Regions from separate parts of the Callithrix jacchus genome. Here region 1 is linked to region 2. The links are chromatin contacts, called in public Hi-C maps. All regions are on one chromosome and are shown on one strand. Each heading gives the region's core, a stretch centred on a gene start, on an enhancer-like site or on the middle of the called end of the contact. The rest is flanking DNA. Distances are from core to core; before and after follow the strand shown. Region 1 overlaps NUFIP1 (nuclear FMR1 interacting protein 1). Region 2 overlaps TSC22D1 (TSC22 domain family member 1).

Region 1 (7,179 bases), core at 4,196-6,695, 470 kb after region 2:
GAGAATTAAGATAATATAAATATAGTACTTCACAGAGCAAGGTAACACATGAAGACCTTAATAAAGTTTATTATCATAAAAGTTTTGAAATAATTTGTTAAACCAACATGATTAATTTATATCTCTGCAATTCCGAGATTTTTAATTCTTTTAGGGTCACAATAACCCTCAGAGAATCGCATTATAAAAATTAATATATATAGTCCAAATTGTGCAGAAAGCCATGGACCAATCTCCAGTATCCACCCACAGATGTCAGGCTAAGAACCCAACAGTGTCACTGCAAAGAAAAGAAGTATAGCTTCTGCCTCTGGCCCACTTGGCCCCATGAGGATAATGAAGAGGTGCCACTTTCCTTGGGCTCCCATTCACAGATGCCCCCCCGGTGTCTTTTCTCTTACAGCATGTGACCACAGCTAGCTTCTGAATGATCATTAAGGTATTCACTAATAAATACTAAGTTAGGAAGATCCCTCAGTAATGACATCTATGAGACTTAATTGAGAAAGTAGTATATCTGGAACTAGCACTCTATTTCACCTTCAAGGGAATAGTCCTGTTATATCATGACTTGACAATCATTTGAAAAGAAAAGTTTATTTAATCAACCACCTAAAAATAGTGTTAAAAGGCATAATGTAAATACAAATGTAGATGTACATAAAATGGAGAGATTAAGGAATAATTTTAGCTAAAAAGCTAATTGAGAGTAAAATAGAATACTAAAAAAAAAAACCATGCAAAAGAAGGCAAGAAAAGAACAAAGAACAAATTAAAAACCCAACCATATTAGGAATTACATTAAATGAAAATGAACTAAGCACTAGTTAAAAGGCATGGATTTCAGTTTAGATACCAAGGAAAAGACAAAATTATACAACATATAGGAGATACACTCTAAATATAAAAAGTTTAAAAGGAATAGGTTGTTGAAAACATGACCCTTTCTCCACCACATTATATTGCCAGGTTTATCGTAAGCCAGGTGACTGCTTCTCAGTGGACCTGTTTGTGGGCTCTATCCTGTTCTATTTGCCTATCTGTCTTTGGCCAACACCACGTTATCGTTATTACTCTAGCTTTCTTAGTGGCTGCTCTAGAGCCTCTGTATTTTCATATGCAATCAACCGCCACATAATGACATTCTGTTCAACAAGGGACACATACATGACATAGTCCTAGAAGATTATAGCGAAGCTAAATAATTCCTAGTAATGTCATAACATCATAAAAAATTACTTTCACAAAATAACTTAGTGTAGCCTATGGGTACAAAGTTTGTAATGTCTACAGAAATGTACAGTAGCATCCTAGGCCTCCACGTTCACTCACCTCACTCACTGCCTCACCCAGGGCAACTTCAGTCCTGCAGGTTCCATTCATGGTAAGTGTCCCACTCAGGTGTACCTTTTTACCTTTTTACCTTTAATGGGATAGTTTTACAGACACTTTTCTATATTTAGATACACAAATACTTAGCATTGTGTTACAACTGGATACAGTAACACATTGCACAGGGATGTAGCCTAAGAGCAATAGGCTTTACTGCACAGCCTAGGTATGTAGTCGGCTGTATTCTCTAAGTTTGTGGAAGTACGCTCTACGATGTTCATAATCACAAAATTGCCCAATACATTTCTCAGAAGGTATCCCTGTCATTACACTTAATGACAACTGTAATTGTAAAGCTTATCAATGTCCCCTATCCCTTCTCCACCAAAAAACAATGAAAAAAAAACCTTACTGGAATTTTGACTGTAACCAATTTGGGGAAGAATTAAGATAATGACACTGTTTTCCAGCCCATGAATATTACATACTGCTCCATTTATTCAGGCCTTGACTTTTTCTGAGCACTGTTTTGTAGTTTTGAGTGTAGAGTCTTGCAAATCTTTTGTTAGGTTTACTCCCAGGCATTTGATGCTATTTTAAATGGTATCTTTTAAATTTTCACTTTTTAATTGTTTGTTGCTACTTTATAGAAATAGAGTTCACTTCTTAAATATTGATCTTACATGTATTTGGCAACCTTGCTAAATTCATTTATAAAAGTGGTAACATTGGACATCCTTATCATGCTTCTAATCTCAGGGGAGCAGGTATCTCTGGAAGGATGCAATGGATCGCCTCTGGGAAGGAAACTAATTAGCTGGGGGACAAAGATTCAAAGGTCTCAATTATTTATTTTTTGAAAACCACGAATATAGGGTAATCCTTATTTTAAGATATAATTATCAGTGCTATCGGGTTGGTGTCAAAAAAGTAATTTTTTTAAAAGTAAGTTACAAAAGCAAAGATTTTAGAATTGAGTACATAAAGATTTTAAGATTCTGATTTGTCATAAGCATAGGAACTTACCCATACTGCGTTGTTGTCAATACTGCTCCTCTCTTTTCCTTTTCAAGTTTTAACTTTTTCTTCCTTTCAATATTGGCCAGAGTTGGATAGTTTCTAGAGAATAATAGAAGTTAATTATAATAGAGCGTTTAGAGTGCAACTTTAAATAAGCAATCAAGAAACTGCCAAATTTAGCAATTTTGTATAACAACCAATACAACAAATCATTATAAACCTTTAAGTGCGTCTACAATTTTTTAAGAGGTGAAAAAAGTACATTATAACAGTGTTACTGAAAGTGTGGACCAGCTGCTGATCCACTAATTTTGCTAGCACTCTGCAACTAGGTAAGGAGCGTGCCCCAGAATTTAAATCAAATATATCATACAATGTACTCAAACTGATCTAATTCATCTATTTGGCATGTACCTATAAATACTTTAAGAAAAAAATGTAAGTCTATTCAATTTCTTATGTAAATACATGCTAGGTCTATCAAAGTTACCAAGATGAGGAAAAGACAGTTCTGAAAATACAGTCTACCAGGACAACAAGAAAAGCACACAAACAGCTAAAACATGAGACAAAAGTACCCAAAAGGGTATAAAGATTTGGACAGTGGAAGGGTAAGATTATATTTAATTGGAAAAATCCATAAAGAAAAGAAATGAAAGAAATCGATCTCAAATGGTAACAGAAATCAGAGTGCGCTAAGTAGAGCAAACAATGCAAACCAAGACTTCAGAAAGTGAAAAAGGCCAGGCGTGGCGGCTCACACCTGTAATCCTAACACTTTGGGAGGCCGAGGTGGGTGGATCACTTGAAGTCAGGCGTTCGAGACCATCCTGGCCAACATGGTGAAACCCCACCCGTACTAAAAATACAAAAAATTAGCCAGGTATGGTGGCAGGTGACTGTAATCCTAGCTACTCAGGAGGCTGAGGCAAGGGAATAGCTTGAACCCAGGAGGTGAAGGTTGCAATGAGGTGAGATCGTGCCACTGTACTCCAGCCGGGGCAACAGAACAAGACTCTGTCTCACACACACACACAAAAGAAAGAGGTATCTGGAGAATGGTAGGTACTTAATATGGTATGAAACACAGTAACAGGCAATCAGACTGGAAAGGGAGACACAGGCCAAAATGTGCCTGGAATACCACACTAGAAAGTTTATATTTAATTCAGCAGGTGATGGAGAGCCATAGAAAGTTATGAACAGGGAGAGATATATACAAGGCAGTGATTAAGATGAAATCTGACGGAAGTATGCAAGATGAATTGCTTTATTTTTCTGCACAACTGTGTGGACACCAAACTGTCAGGGTGAGGGCAATAGATTCTAGTCATATAAAAAAACACAGGAGGGGAACACAGCTCTCTACTACTCAGTCTGGCTGCTGATCAAAGTAAATTTTGAGACACACCAACAAATGTGTTCTGCCATTGCTTCCAGGACACTTTTTCCTTTTCTTAACATTTGCATTACTGACTTGAATAGCACAGACAATATACAAAGCCTATGGGTGGGCCACACTGAAAGACAGCAATGGAAATGTCATTGGGCAAGAGGTTAAGTCATCAGAAAAAAACGCAATGAATTTCAATGAGGACAGTGTGAAGCAATATATATCCAGTCAAGAAAAATAGACTCCATAAATAAAACATGATGAATGTACAAACTATAAATAAACATAAGAGGAAAAGATCAAGGTCATAGGAGATAAAAATCTGACAGCCAGTCAGGAACACATGACTGCATTTTTGGAAAGCAAGTATCAGCTAAGGTTATATGAAGTAGACTCTGGCACTTGCACGAGTGTGAAATCTTCCCAGGATACTCAAAAGTAGTCAGATACTCTCAGGGACCGTGTCCAGTTTCGTGCTTCTAAACTAAAGGAATGTGGAGGGGAAAAAAAAAGACTTGGAAAGGATTCAGAAGAGACTCAAAGATGATTAATAGGATGAAAAATAAAACCTCCAAAGAAAGATGAAAGAAGCCATTTACAGCCTTTAAAAGAAGATGAGAAGCTATAAGAAAAACGGTTTCACAGAGAGGATTGGTCCAGTGGTTCTCAAGCTGAAGAGAATATGCACAAGTAGAAATGAGAATACAGTGACGACTTTGACAGCCCCACAGTGGCAGGACATGTGACTCACAGCTACTGAACATCCTCCACAACTCTCAAAACTTCCTATTGCTTACATTTCTTCAGCATTTTTGCAGACTAATGCAGACTCTTACCATGTTGGGCCATATGCTACATGAGGCGCCAGAGAGCCGATGCTAAGTAACTGCTTTTCAATGGGAAAGAATTTAAACTTGTTATAGCAATTGGACTTTAAATAAGATATAAGAAAGAATTCCCTAAATGAAACATCAAAGATGTGTAGAAACGCCTTCGGCGGAAACCGAAGGAGTTTCTACAGCTAATTTTAAAACAGCTAATTTTCTCTTTCTGGGAGACAGCAGTATCATGTTCCTGAAGGTGAGGAAATTCGTCTTCCTAAAACCAAGCATCATGTTCCTAAAGGTATTAAGATTGGAGTTAAAACAGAGGTAGAAGATTTCATTTTTCTTGGTGCTAAAATAAATAAAATCCTCTCCCAAAATTTATTCCATTCTTATTTACACAGAATCCATAGATTTAAAACTAGGGGGAAAGAAAAGTTGATAGAAAGCAAATTATCCCAAAAAAGAGAAATCAGAAACACAAGACCTAGTTACACACATAAACAACAGGAGGAAGCCCGACTCCACCAACGCAAGGCTGAGATAAATGAATACGGAAAAGGAAGGAGCTCTGATGAAGGAGTTCAGGTTTCTAAAGCACGAGAAGTAACAAATCCAAAAACTACTGAAAAAACACAAATTAGGTCTTGTATTGCAGTTACACGTATGTAAAACTTGGCCCACATCCCCTGCTAGAGAATGGGTAATATGAAGTTATATAACTTCATAGCTGTGACGAGAAAAATGTTCAGTTGGCTTCTCTGTACTTTTACCTACTAAAATTATTTTCTCCCTGTACTTCTGTCTTTCCCCAGTTCACTAAAAGGAAATGGTCTTGAAACCATGCTCTTTTCCTTCCTCTCTTCTCTCTCATTTTTACCTCATCTTGACCTTCTGCATTGCCTATACCCTGCGCCCGCAGTGACAGTCTTTAAGCACTAGAAAGCCAACGCATGGGCAAACCGTGCTAGCCACTATCTTAGCACAGACCATTCTGGTCACATTATGCTCTCCGATTTTTTCCTTATGCACAGATCATGACCATTTATTGGCTTTTCCCCTCTTCCCACTTTTACTGAACCACAACTGCTTCCACACGAGCTACAGTGTTGTACTTTTCTTTCTTTCTGAACATCAAAGAGATGCAGCATTCTTTAGGAGCAGCTCTCCTGGACCGGAATTCTGCATGAACCAGGGAAACAAAAGGACTTCCTCAGACCCACAGGAAGCGTTGAAATAAATTGTAAAACTGCTCCACCTAGTGGACTCCCAGTCTGCTGTGGAAAATGTTCCACCATTTCTGTAATAAAAGCAAGGTTTTGGAAACAAATCACCGCTCATTTTCCGTAAAGCCAAATCATACAGCACTGGTACCGCACAGTTCAGAAATTAAGAAAGAACCACTTTTTTTAGTGGCTTTTCGGTGGTTGGGGTGGTGGTGGTAGGGAAAGCAGATTATTAGTGGAAAGCCTTCAAAGTTATTAAATTAAATACAGTGGGTACCTCTGAGTTTGATTAACCTGAAAAATACGGAGATGAAGAAATAGACAAAGATGCACTTTTGTTAAAGATAAGGAAGCCACATGCGAAGCAGACCTTTACAATCTTCTTCAAGCTTTGAAATTCTTACTCTGTGAAATCTCTCACAAGCATTTTCTAACATAGCAGTTACATAAAGACTTTATTTTTCCTGCATGTCAAAGAATATAGTGGCTTCCTCAGAAAGAATGTAGCTCTCACAGAAAGATTGAATTCATAAAATAAGGACTATTCGGCCATACCAATGTGGCATTACTCTTTTTAGGAGTTCAAGTAATACTTTTAAAAATTGAGAATGACAGAAGTGTAGAAAGTAAGTATATTTTCATAACAAGGATATTGTTTGTTTTTTTGTTTTCTATTGAGACAGAGTCTCACTATGTTGCCCAGGCTGGAGTGCCGTGGCGCAATCTCGGCTCACCGCAACCTCTGCCTCCCGGGTTCAAGCAATTTTCCTGCCTTAGCCTCCCAAGTAGCTGGGACTACACACGCATGCCACAATGACCAGCTGATTTTTGTATTTTTACTAGAGACAGGGTTTCACCATGTTGGCCAGGCTGGTTTCAAACTCTTGACCTCAAGTGATCCGCCCACCTTGGCCTCTGAAACGGCTGGTAGGAACAGTATTTGTGTACTTTTGAGAAATCTATCAAATGTACCAAAAGAAGAGCAACGTTTCCCATATCTTCTATTAATAAAATATTCATATAGGAAAAAAATGAAGACTTCAGAATATATTAAAGAGCAAGAACCCGAGAAACAAAATATGGAAGAACCTCAGATGAACTGAGCCAGTGCCCAAAGAAATTCCCGAGCACTTACTAACAAGGCAACCTCACAGGTACAAATAAACCTCAGCCAGCATTGTCATTCTCACCCATTTCCTCATTCCCTTTAAACACCTCTAAATTTCACAAACCTGTAACTTCACCTATTCCCTCAACAGACTTTGCCCATTCCCCTTCCAAGGCACTGTGCCTGCTGTCACAGCATACCTCTGGGAACCAGAGTTAGACTCTATCCCCTCTGCCTCCACTACATTAAAACAATCACCAACAAGCCTATTAAACA
Region 2 (7,435 bases), core at 515-3,014:
GAAACTGAAGCCCTGGATTGTCTAAGACAGCAGCCACCAGCTCCACGCACATAGCTAAGTCCTGGGGATACAGCTAGTTCAAACTGAGACGTGCTGGAGGTGCAAAACGCACCCCGGCTTTTTAAGGGTTAGTGACCTTCCCAAAGTGCTTCATTCATTTTATATTGATTACATATTGAAACGACGACGTTGAGTTAGATAAAATAAAGCAAATTATTAAAATTAACTTCACCTTTTTTTTTTTAACTGTGACTATTAGCCATTTTTAAATTACACATAGGCTAACGTTGTATTTCTATTGGATGGTGCTATCCTAATCGGTTCAGTAAAACAAGAAAAAAAGAACAGAAAGAACCAATATTGGAAAAGAAGAAACAAAGCTATCATTATTCTCAGATGCTACAGATCTACGCAGAAAAACAAAATAACATACAAAGAATTTGCTAATCAAGAAGATCTAGCAAAATGGCTAACTGCGCATATCAACACTTAGAAAATGTAATTTCAAAGATACCATTTACGAAAGAAACAAAAACATAAAACACTTAGAATTTAACAAAGGATACACAGAATATTATTCAACTACATTAAAGAGACTGAAATAAATGGAGAAATTCAGTATCCAAAATCCCCAAATTTATCTGTAGATTCAGCAGTATTCTTAAATCCGGTGATATTCATCAAAATCCCAAAATGGTTTTGGGAAGAACCGTGAAATTTATATGAAAGATCTCACAATAGCCATGGCATCTTTCCGAAGAAAGTGAAGAGACCTTCCCAGATACCAAAACTTCAGCAAAGCAATATTCCATTAGAAGAATACAATGCAGAAATGAAATCAACCCCATATATATGGGTTTATGACAGAAGCGGCACTGCAGAAAAAGAGAAAGTCTTTTCCAATATTGATGCTGAGTCAAGCAGGTATCCATATGGGGGAAAAACTGCTTTTGAATCTCACCTCATTTCATGCAAGCAAAAAAAAAAATTATAATAATTATAGCTCTAACTGTGAAAGGTAAAACTGTTTCTAGAAGATAAATAGGAGAGTATTTTGGGAATAGGCAAAGATCTTAAACAGACTACAAAAGCATTAACTATAAAGGAAAAGCCGAACAAGCTAAAGTACATCAAAATTAGGAATTATGATTATTAAAAGACATTGATAAGAGAATAAGAATTTCAGTCACATGGACAGAAGAGATATTTGTTAAACACCAAAGAGCTCATTTCATAAATATTAAAACAAGTCCTATAATCAATAATAATAATAATAAAAGACAAAAAAACACTAGAAAAATAGGCAAGGCTGAGTACTCTGGCTCATGCCTGTAATTCCAGCACTTTGGGAGGCCAGGGTGGGAGAACTGTTTCAGGCCAGAAATTCCAGACCAGCCTGGGCAACACAACAAGACCTTATCTCTACAAAAAATTTTTTAAAATAAAAATAAATTAAATAAAATAGAAAAATAGGCATTTTATCAAATAATCTATCTAAATAGCCTGTCTGCCTATCAATCTATGCTCAGTCTCAACAGCAATCAGGGAAATGCAATTCAAAACCACAGTGAGGTCAGCGACATACCACTCAGGACGGCCACAACTTGAAAGACTGACACGTGGGTTAAACCTAAGAGCGGGATGGAATGTGGATCGGCTGGAACATTCACATACGCAGCACGCAGAAGGGAAAACAGGTACTACCACTTTGGAAACGTGGCAATATCTACTCGAGACGAACATAACACAAACCCCCAGCGATTCTGTTCCACAGATGCCCCCAACAGAGACGCAAGCGTGCACCAGAAGACATTCAGGAGTGGTGGCAGCTGCATTACTCATACTGGCCTCCAGACAGAAACAGCAGAATGGAGAAAGAAAACATGGCGTACTCACAACAAACAGTACACGTCTATGAAAATGAACTTCTGGTAAGCTTAACATGAATCTCACACAGTACTGAACAAGAAAAATAAGAAACAAAAGAATACATAGCATATAATTTCATTTATATACATTTCAAAATGGCCAAAACCAGCTGGCAGTGTTAGAGGTCTGCAGAGGATGCATCGCTGGGAGAAGAATGAGGACAGTACTTAGAGGTCGTTTTGTAACAACTGGCTGAGTTGTCGTTAAAGAGGGTACAGGTTATGTACCCATTATTCTGTGATAATTCATCAAGTGCTATGATTTGTGCACTTTTCTCTCTGTATGCTACACTTCAATTTTTAAAAATAATTCTGGATAAAGATATAAATGTTCAACAAAAACTTAATATTTTAGAAGAAATTATAGGAAACCCTCTTGATGACACGGAGGTCATTAATAAAAAATGTCTTCAACCCAAGAATCACTAACTATAAGGAATATATTCACAACTTTCACATTAAAGTTAAGAACTTCTGTTCAAACGATATCACAATTAGCCGGGCCTGGTGGCTCATGCCTATGGTCCCAGCCACTTGGGAGGCTGAGGCAGGAGAATCACCTGAACCCAGGCGGAGGTTGCAGTGAGCTGAGATTGTACCACTGCACTCCAGCCTGGGCGACAGAGCAAGACTCTGTCTCAAAAAAACAAAACAAACAAAGGATATCATAAGAAAATGAATAGGCACAACACAAATGAGGCAATAATACTGACAGAATACATAAAGGGCTTCCAATTCTAAGTACAATCCAAAAAATCCAATAAAAAATAGAGAAAATGAATTTTACAGAAAAGGAAATATGAATGGTTTAACATACAACACGCTTCGCTTCAAATTAAAACCACAGTGAACTGATATTACAAGCATTACCTCAGCAAAACTGAAGCAGCCTGACAGTGCCAAACGTGGGCACAAACAACAGTCGGCGGGTGGGGTGTTTGTATGTTGCTGGTAGGAAGGCAAAGTGGAATAATCACTGCAGAAAACAACGTGATACCATCTTGTGAAGCGGAACATGTCTATCCCCATGATTCAGTCATTTCATTTCAGTGGAAACACTATACGTATCTTCTTAAGTGCACACAGAAAAATGTTCATACTAGCGCTGTTCATCTTCACAAAAACTGAAAACAACCCTAAATGCCTGTCGCGTAGCGGACAGATAAAATGGAACATTCACATCTAAGTTTCATTCATTCATGACAGTGAACAACATGCAGATGCTCCTTAACCTACAATGGGGTTACATTCCCATAAAGTCATCGTGTATATAAAATATCGCCAGTCAAAAATGCATTTCAATACCTAACTTACTGAACATTAGAGCTTAGCCCAGCCCACTTTAAATGTGCTCAGAACATTCACATTAGCCTATAATTGGGCCAAATCAGCCAGCACAAAGCCTATAACAAAGTGTTGAATGTCTCATGTAATTTACTGAAAAAACAGAATGGCTCTACTCGAAGCAGTTTCTACTGAATGTGTATCGCTTTTGCACCACTGTAAAGTTGGAGAACCTGGAGCTGAACCATGGTAAGGCAGACACCATCTGTACAGCTATACTCAACATGGTTACTCTTAGATGAATGAACATGGAGTGGAAAATGTAAAACAGACAACACTCGATACAGGATTTCAAATAGAGCCTAAGGCAAAACTAAGGAGCACATTGTTTAGGGATATGTACATAACTAGGTAAACTGCTTTGGAGAAAAGAAATATAAGCTCTCCCCCCACCCCCGCAAAATCACTCTAGTACTTATCTCTGCGGGAATGATGGAGGATGGGGCTGGGAGGAATACAATATAGTTTCAAAGTTACTATGATGGTTTTAGCTTTAAGTTTGGTATTAGATCCACAGTTTTTTTCCTACTAATTTAGAGTTGTGCATTTCTTTTAAACGAGTCCCATAACAAATGACAAAAAAAATTCTTAAAATATGTAAATGAATTCTAATATTTCCCTTGAAAACTGTTTGAGAGATATACCTCCCTTGTAGCTCTTGGCATCTAGTAACTCCCAAATCACTCTCTCTCTAGTTCAAAAACTCTTCACCTTCCCATCAAATTTACTCTTCAGAACAATCAACCATGCGAGTGATGTCAGCAGAGGCGGCAGAGCACCGAGGGCCCCTCCCTCCAGAAAAGAACACGTAAACAAAAAATAAGCAGAAATTCTCAGAAGTAACTTCATCTGAACTCTGGGAAACAGTCAGAGGTTTACGGCAACACCTGAATACCAACTCAAGGAAGAGGAAACAGAAAATCTTCACGGCACTTTTACTTGCCCTTGTCCCAGTGCCCTCCCCGATTCAGTGACAATCTTGACAATGGCAGCCCCCATTTCCAGTGTGGGACTCCAGTTCTACCGCAGGCAAAGCAGATCTTATTTTCAAAGAACTGTGAAGGTCTGTTTTGACCTATCTGGGGACAACCTTCAGGCCTGACAAAAGGCACTTGCCTTATTTTCACCAACTCAAAACTCTCTCGAGGCAGAAAGTGGCTATGTGGAGGGTATTCTTTGCCGATACTGAAAGGCAAATGAACAACCCACTGTCACCTGAAGCAAACTATTATTGTTAAGGCACACAGAAGATATGCTGCAGCCTGAGAAGAAAGATTTGTTGGAGACTTAGTGCACTGAAAAGCTACCATGTCTTACTAGAGAATTTAGAGAGCCACATGCATGCCCATGGTAGGATGCATGTTCAAAAAGACCTGAGAAGACCCTAAACTTGCACATCTTGCTGATGTTTCGGCTCAGTTCTAGCAGGCTACAAGAGGACTGGAAACAGCCGGTCTAAGCTTTGAAAAAGTGCCCCAATGCAGAGCTAATCAATCAGCAAAGATTAGAACCTGAGAGGTTGAGGCTACAGTGAGCTGTGATGGTGCCACTGCACTCCAGCCTGGGCAACAAGGTGAGATTCCGTCTCAAAACAAACAAACAAAAAACCTAAAAAACAAAGATTATGCTGTTTAATTAAGTGAGCAAGTGAGCAACTTCCCTAAAAATTCAAATAAATGTCTCAGTTTCCAATTCTCTATTTTCACAGCATACCAACCACTTATCAGAGCACTGACCACACTGTGGTAAAACCGGCTTATTTTCTAATAAACTAGATAATCCCCTAGTAGACTCTCAGAGCAGGGAACATGACTTTATCATACTTCTATCTCAAGAACCTAGCTCAGCAAATGTTCATTCAGTCAGTCATTCTGTCAAGCATGAACTAATTCAGGGATCTCCTCATCCTTCACTATTAATCCTTAGTGGCAGTGAAGGATCACTATTCACCATCATTCACTCACCCCTGCCCTCATTCTTCATGGCTGGCCAGGATCTGAGAATAATTACCAACTTGTTTGTGTAACGTTTCTGTTTAGCAGTCCCTCCTCAAACTAATTAAAACAAGAGGTTTGGACATGATTAACACATTTAATAAAGGAAAGAAAACTTTTTAATCCTTCTTATTAAAAAACTGAAAACTAATCCAAGTCAATCTAAGGAAATGTTTAAAAAATGCAAATTTTCATTAAGACTGCAGTCAAGGTAAAATCCTTTAATTAGCTTCAGAATGGCTCCCGCCTGTAATCCCAGCACTTTGGGAGGCTGAGGTGGGTGGATCACGAGGTCAAGAGATCAAGACCATCCTGGTCAACATGGTGAAACCCCGTCTCTACTAAAAATATAAAAAAAAATAGCTGGGCATGGTGGCACGTGCCTGTAATCCCAGCTACTCAGGAGGCTGAGGCAGGAGAATTGCCTGAACCCAGGAGGCGGAGGTTGCGGTGAGCCGAGATCGCGCCATTGCCCTCCAGCCTGGGTAACAAGAGCGAAACTCCGTCTCAAAAAAAAAAAACCTAAATACAAAAATTTAAGTGTTCTCTCCCTCACTGGAAATACAATTCAATTTCCGTCTTTCGAGTTTGATGTAGTTATACTCACTCCTGTACCACTATCTACCAATCTTGGCATACTGCCCAGTTTTCAGGCTTGCCAAATCATTTGGGTGGCAATAAATAATACGCTTGAAACTAGATCCTTTCAGAATATTTTTCAAAGAAAGTATTCTCTACTCAGTTGTTTGTGCTGTATACACTTGATATCTGAGAATATTTTGACAATCTGAACGTACCCAGGTGAATCCAAGAAAAGCCAAAATATATCTCTAGATTTCCTTGATGACTAAACTGATACTTTAAAATATCTAAAATGTATAAATGTTTCCTATAAAATTACATTTGCATGACACATTATAGTTATGTGTTTTGTTACTGAGGTTAGTTTTACTCTAATTGTTCAAATCCAATCTAATTCTGCCCACTTTACAACATCTGTAGATTTCAAACACTGGAAAGAATGAAGCACAACTATTAACTTTCTTATCATCAAGGCTGATTTTTCCTAGGGCTCTTTCTGCTGGACCTAAAGCATTTCCCCCAAGTTAATATTTTATCAATTCCCAGAAAAGACCTCAGGCAAACATTTTCCCAACGCCAGCAATTCTCGTGCTTTGCCTAATTCATCTGTTCATATCCAGGCTTGGGATCAGCTGATTATTATTTCCATCTTTACAATTTGCTACTAAAAAACTCACAGCTGGCCATGTACAGTGGCTCACAGCTGTAATTCCAGCACTTTGGGAGGTTGAAGTAGGAGGATCACCTGAGGTCAGGAGTTCAAGACCAGCCTGGCCAACAGGGTGAAACCCCGTCTCTACTAAAAAATGCAAAAAAAAAAAAAAAATTGACCAGGCATGGTGGCAGGCGCCTGTACTCCCAGCTACGTGGGAGGCTGAGACAAAAGAATTGCTTGAACCCGGGAGGTGGAGGAGGTTGCAACGAGCCAAGATGGCACCCACTGCACTCCGGCCTAGGTGACAAGAGTGAAACTTCATCTCAAAAAAAAAAAAAAAAAAAAGCTCACAGCTAATTTATGGTCCATTTCTAAACTTCCTCGTATACAATCTGGTTATCATCCTCATTCTGAGTTCCGTCTTATTAAACTTTTTTCTCCTTTGCCATTATGTGTATTAATTTTGTCATGCTAGACATATTTTTGTAAACTGCCTTTAATCCCTTCTGGAAAAAAATCCTTTAAAAAAAATAATAACCTCGTAGACACACTTGGCTAATTATTACCCAGTCTTCTTCTGGGCTTCCAAATGTTTCAGGAGCCAAACAAAATTATTTCACAGCCGTTCAACAATCCTTGTGCTCATTCTTAGTTCACTATATATCCATTCCCCCATATAAACCATTCTCTTTGAGCCATCATAATTTATCTCACTCTCAATAATGTCTCTGCCTAAATTCCAGAGATGACAGAGCCAATCAGTTAAGCTCCCGCACCACGTCCCTTCTTAAAATTTCTAAATTATAATCTCAACCAAAACAAAAGGCCTCCATCTGGGTTCTTAATGCTAAAATTTGTCAGTTTTTTCTACAGACATGCTTCATGGTTGTTTAGAGACAGGGTCTCACTCTGTCACCCAGGCTGGAGTGCAG

What was found. A called contact is a pair of places that touch in the nucleus more often than the background predicts.
Region 1: a contact with region 2 is called in a Hi-C map of skeletal muscle, with 5 times the contacts expected there. The contact joins two enhancer-like sites. A contact is called at or near these places in 2 of 3 Hi-C or Micro-C datasets (both in skeletal muscle).

Annotation. Positions count from the first base shown.
Region 1 is chr5:164,179,671-164,186,849 of calJac240_pri, forward strand. It overlaps NUFIP1 (nuclear FMR1 interacting protein 1), which reads right to left. Exons shown (of 9, transcript XM_078375374.1): 6 at 2,359-2,451. Among named protein-coding and RNA genes, the nearest start is that of NUFIP1, 17 kb to the right of the region's middle. Within about 2 kb of position 5,446, at least 3 of the 16 cell types and tissues checked have an H3K27ac peak or open chromatin away from gene starts, as enhancers often do. A contact at or near this core is called in skeletal muscle, where this site is marked.
Region 2 is chr5:163,709,392-163,716,826 of calJac240_pri, forward strand. All of the region lies in intron 2 of TSC22D1 (TSC22 domain family member 1), which reads right to left. Among named protein-coding and RNA genes, the nearest start is that of TSC22D1, 82 kb to the right of the region's middle. Within about 2 kb of position 1,765, at least 1 of the 16 cell types and tissues checked has an H3K27ac peak or open chromatin away from gene starts, as enhancers often do. A contact at or near this core is called in skeletal muscle, where this site is marked.